Linked DNA regions of Anas platyrhynchos: region 1 is linked to region 2. A link is a contact called in public Hi-C data. All regions are on one chromosome and are shown on one strand. Each heading gives the region's core, a stretch centred on a gene start, on an enhancer-like site or on the middle of the called end of the contact. The rest is flanking DNA. Distances are from core to core; before and after follow the strand shown.

Region 1 (2,700 bases), core at 80-2,579, 56 kb after region 2:
AAAATCCAAATAAGATAGGAAAATAATTGAGTTTTAAAACATGAAACAACTTTCATTTCAGCCTCCTCAGACAGCTGTTTATAGCAAAGGATGGAAAATACTCTCTGCAAAAATGGATCTGCCCTTCAAGATTGCTAGCAATTTTTTTCCCCCGTCTTTGGATGTTTTCTGATAGTGTTCAGTGCTTTGTCAATATATTTCATTTTCATCCTCGGTTTTGTCTCCTTTTCCTAACCAATGGCTATATAATGACTTCTGGCTGGCAGATTTTTGTAGGAAAAGCAATGCTGGAAAAGATTCATCTTGCATTTAGTTTCGAATTGTATGGATCCTAAGTACTTACAGGTTTCCATTTTAACAACCGACTTTTTTTGTATTATATTTGTGTTAGAAAGTGGGATTTTAATTTGTTTTATGATCAGTGCAAATATGGATTTAGTTTTTTTTGGTTCCCTCTGGTCTAAATGGTAAAGGTTTTTAGCTTTTTTTAATAAATTGTGCACCCATATTGTACTTCATGCTGCAGTTTTCTATTTAACAGCTATAGCTTTCTCTGTGACATTCTTCTGCCATCGTGTTTAGCAGAGAATGGAGACATTTTAATCTTCGGTTCAGATTTCCAACAAAAGAATGAACTCAAAAGTGGTCTCTCTCTTTCTCCAAATGAATAGAAGCATTGAAGGAATAAGCAGAATCAATGACACCAATGAAAGGAACAGTGAATTCTTCATTGACATACTGAACTATTTAAAGTTATTTCATCAGGTTTGCATTTAGGAATGAATGGCCTTTTTTTATTTCCTAAGAAAGAGTATTGACTAGAACAGTGAATAATGCACTCAATTACAGTCGTTACTATAAATGCTGAAATGAGATATTACTGTAGGCTTGACAAATACGGCATGCACCAAAATGAAAGGTTTCTGGTGTGGCTTATGAGCAATAAATTACAGAAAGTTTTCAAAGCTTACTCTGTCCTGTGAGCTGCATTTAATTCTGACGATTCCCCTGCTAGATCATTATCTTCTTGAAGACAAAAACTAATTTATTGCTAGAAGCACGGTAGAATTTGATGTGAATACATTGGAGGATATCTTAAAGCAGACTGCTTGGAGATGGCCCAGTAAAATGCTTCCTTGTACGTAGTTGGGAGCGTTCCAGTTGTTGGATTTATATTCAGCCCGAAAGCAAGTGTGTGCTGTGTCTTATACACTTGTAATTTCCTTGTGGTAGTGTATGTTACTGCACTCACAGTTGAAGCCTAGGTGTCCCCATTTAAAAAGAATGCAACGAGGCTGAGGATTTTGCTAAGTAAAGCTGATGGTTATTTGGTGTTTATAAGCTGACCTTTCCGCTCTCTGAGTCAGTGAACACTTAGCAAGCAAGATAAGTTGTTCTGAGTTGTAATTGAGACTGAGAAAACAACGCTCATTGTTTCTTTTACAACTTCTAATGTGTTTTACCATTCTCTGCTCTTTGAGTGTTTTGCAGTACACGGGAGGAATAACTACTCCTTGCTCTGGAAGAACACTCTGTATAGCTCTCTCTACTTTTACAATAAAAACTTGCTTTAGCATAATGTATTCCTGTTACCACTTTATGTGACTGAAGGATGGCTTGTGTGTGTATGTGTGTCATTTTTCCTGAGAGTTTCATAAATACATAGTCTTTAATGCTTTTCTCTTGATATTAACATTTTTAATACAGCACCCTTCTTTTAAATTTTGAAATTTTTAAATTACTACGTAATTTCTAGTACATTTTAAAACTGTTAACAGGTTGAGCCTTTTAAAGAATCTCTTAAAAAATACCAATTAGCAATTGTCATTTATTGCAGGTGCTACAAAATATATTAGAAACAGAAAACGAATACGCTAAGGAGCTACAGACAATGCTTTCAAACTACCTGCGACCACTGCAAGCTAGTGAAAAGTATGTGAGTTTGTTTTGGCTTCTAAAGTAAGGCTGGATATCACTTGGGGACTGGGGAGGGTTTATGTGGTTGAAGCTTCAGTTTTAGTGAATAATGCATGTTTTCTTGTGTGGACCCTGAGATCCTTGAGGCAGGGATTGCTGCTTCAAGTTTCTTTTATTCTGCTTGATTGCTGATCAGGACAGGCTGATCTTGATCAAAGAAGCTTTTTTTTTTTTTTTAAAAAAAAAAAAAGTTGTAGGTTTTATTAAAGCACAATTAGTCAATAACTGCTATGCTAAACACCTTTTATTTACCTTGGCTCCAGGTTAAACTCAGCAAACACTTCATACTTAATGGGAAACCTGGAAGAAATAAGTTCTTTCCAACAAATGCTTGTACAGTCCTTAGAAGAATGCACCAAGTAAGTACAACGTGTACCAGATTCTGAAAAATCCTAACAAGCAAATATTATATTACTTCTCCTGTTGTGTATGTTAATGTTTGAGATGAAACTTTGTTGCTCTAATTGTAACCATAGCTGCTACAGCAAAAAAAGGGATAGGTGTTTGGGTAATCACTGCTTGCTCGCACAGATAGCTGTTGGTCCTAGGATGCAATTGCAGAGGTAGCAATTTTTGGAATAGCTTGGAAACAATTTATAAATAGCCATGAGTTGCTTACCAGTGGGAAGGTGCTTTAAAAAAAAAAAAAGCAGTGTTTTTTACTTTGGAGGCTGGAATTTCTAAATGATTAAGACAATGAAGGGAACTTACACTGTGATGGAG
Region 2 (2,700 bases), core at 100-2,599:
ACAGGAGGTATCTCCAGCATTAACTTTTCATCAAATTGAAAACTGGCAATTTATTCCTGCTGTTTTGTCTTTCAACCACTTGCTAATCCATGGCAGAAATTTACCTTCTACCTTGTGACTACCTGGTTTCTTTAATAACTTCTTGTAAGACAAAAGATTCCAAAAGTCCTAAGAAATTGTCAGCTTTTGAATCTTTATTTGCTGAAAACGAAGTGCTGCTAGATCTACAGGATCTCTGCCAAGTTTGGCTAGCGTATGTCTTCATCTCTTTCAAAGAGGGGTCCAGATCTTCTTAGTAAGCTAAATTAAACTAGTACTAAAATTAAAAATATAAAAATCTCTTTGTGTAAAGAGAGTTTCCTAAACCTACCATATCTGTGCTCTGTATCTATTCTTTATGAATCAATACTGAAATGACTTTTTCATCTTTGCCTATATATAAAAATGTTTTATAGGAAAAGGTAGTTAAAATCATGCCTTTGATGTCTTCAGAAAGGTTTTCGGTTGCTTAAATATAACCATACGGGGTTCCCAAATACAGGGCATCATCAGCCTGTGAATGATTTAGAAGCCAAAGTGGGACTGAAGTCAGGACATAAGGTAATCTGAACAGCTTGATGGTGAAACAAAGCAGAGAAAGGTGAGAAAACTGGTCATAGTGATATGCCCCATCCTTTGTGAAAAGAAAGGATGAAAAGAAAAGAAGCCAGGAAGAGACTGGCATTTTCTTCAACCTTTTGGGCACCTCCACCCTCTTGGACGTGGTTAAGCCATCTGTGCTGCTTTCCGATCTCAAGAAATAGGTGAGCTTGCCTTCTCTGTAGCTCTCCGGCAGGCAGCTGTTGCTCCAAATATGCACCAAGAAGGCAAAGTGGGGAAGCAGAAGTCTCAGATGGTTGATGCCGAGAAATGTTGGAAGAGATATTGCAGCTCGGGCATCAGAGTTTAAGAAAGTCTGCCTGTGTTATGGGTTAGGGTAGGCTTATCTCGGCATGGGTCCAAAGGCACTGCTGCCCTTTGGCAGATCTGATCTCAGCTGGGGTATTACGGAGCCATTTGGGCTGGGAGGGACCTTAAAGCCGACCCAGTTCCAGCCCCTCCGGGCTGGGATGCTGCCCGCCGGAGCAGGTTGCTCAAGGCATCACCCAGCCTGGCCTTGAGCACCTCCAGGGATGGGGCAGCCACAGCCTCTCTGGGCAGCCTGTGCCAGCCTCAGAGCCTCCCTTTTTCACCCAAAATCCTCCCTCGGGGGGCTGCCGGGCTCCCCCCGAGCCCGGGGCGGCCGGCGGGGGGCAGCCTCCGCCCGGCCCTGGCGGAGCCTCCGCGGGCGCGCAAGCCCCGTGATGTCAGGGGGCGGGGAGGAGGCGGCTCTGCGGCTGCATGTGTGTGTGTGTGAGTGTGTGTGTGAGTGTGTGAGGGTGTGTGTGAGGGTGTGTGAGTGTGTGAGGGTGTGAGTGTGTGTGTGTGAGCGCGTCTGACACGGGGTGGCGGTGTGACGGCGGGGCGTCGTCATCTGCATTCACATGGGGGAGGCGGGGGCATCCGCTTGAAGCCCCCCCCCCTCCCCCTAAAAATCACCCCCCCTCTCCCCATCATCATCATCCTCATCATCCTCCTCCTCATCCTCCTCCTCGCCTCCGCGGCCATGACTTCGGCCGAGCAGACCGTTACGTGGCTGATCGCCCTGGGCGTGCTGGAGTCGCCCAAGAAGACGGTGGCCGACCCCGAGGCTTTCCTGCAGTCCTCCCTGAAGGACGGCGTGGTGCTCTGCCGCCTCCTCGAGCGCCTGCTGCCGGGCTCCATCGACAAAGTAAGCGGCTGCCCGGCATGGCGGGGCCGGGCGGGGGGGGCTGCACCGCCTTTGTGCGGCCTCCGACACCGCCCCCGGGGTGCCGAGCTCCCCCGTGGGGGCACCCGGCTGGTCAGGGAGCCCCCCAGCCCCTCCCCGCCCTCCCCACACACCCCCGCCGTTCCCAATCGTAATAACGACCCCCTGGTTTGAGGTGTTCTTGTTCCTTTTTTTATTATTTTCGGTGGGCTGCGGTGCCCGCTGGGGAAAGTTTCCCCCTGGGGATGAGCGAAGGGCACTTGCCGTGTTGGTGGAGGGAAGGGGGTTTCAACTTTTTTTGGTTTTCGGGGCTTCCTTGCGTCGCCCGCTGAGCTACCAAGTTTGGGAGCCACCACTCGGAGTTTGGTGGGGCGCCGGGCTCGGTGTGCCACGCACGGGGAGTTGTCGCTGCTTTGTGTTGCACCATGGCACTGAGGTCCAGGACTGGCGTCCCCTGGGCTCAGTGGGGTCATTCCCGTCCCCGTGAGCAAAGTGGGGACACGGAAACCAGCCAGGAACGCCACCAAGATGATTGGAGGGGTGAGACCTCCTCCATGAGCAACGTGGGAGCCACCACGGGTGACGGGCAGAGCTGCCCAGGATGGCCACCACCACCTTTCCCCTCCAGTTGCCACCTGCATGTTGGAGGTGAAAATGCTGCGTGCCTGCTCCAAGGCTTTGGGTGCTGAGCTGTGAGGTAGGGAGAGGCTTTGGGGAAGGTCCTTCCCCTTCTGGAGGTGTCGGCCAGCCTGGTGGGATGGTGCCCTGAGCTTGTCATGAGGAACAGGCTCTACGGCAGGCTCGAAAACAAACACAAGCATGACAGAAAGAAGTGCTGGAAGAGTGTTTCCCAACTTCACGTGCTTTTCTCT

The links. Hi-C and Micro-C count contacts between places; a contact is called where the count stands out from the background.
Region 1: a contact with region 2 is called in a Hi-C map of skeletal muscle, with 1.6 times the contacts expected there. The contact joins the enhancer-like site here to the promoter of ARHGEF7 in region 2. A contact is called at or near these places in 2 of 8 Hi-C or Micro-C datasets (skeletal muscle and subcutaneous adipose tissue).

Annotation. Positions count from the first base shown.
Region 1 is chr1:146,779,657-146,782,356 of IASCAAS_PekinDuck_T2T, forward strand. ARHGEF7 (Rho guanine nucleotide exchange factor 7) reads left to right here. Exons shown (of 23, transcript XM_027444149.3): 8 at 1,838-1,932; 9 at 2,241-2,336. Among named protein-coding and RNA genes, the nearest start is that of ARHGEF7, 56 kb to the left of the region's middle. Within about 2 kb of position 1,330, at least 1 of the 8 cell types and tissues checked has an H3K27ac peak or open chromatin away from gene starts, as enhancers often do.
Region 2 is chr1:146,723,271-146,725,970 of IASCAAS_PekinDuck_T2T, forward strand. ARHGEF7 (Rho guanine nucleotide exchange factor 7) reads left to right here and starts at 1,350. Exons shown (of 23, transcript XM_027444149.3): 1 at 1,350-1,810. The coding sequence starts at 1,646.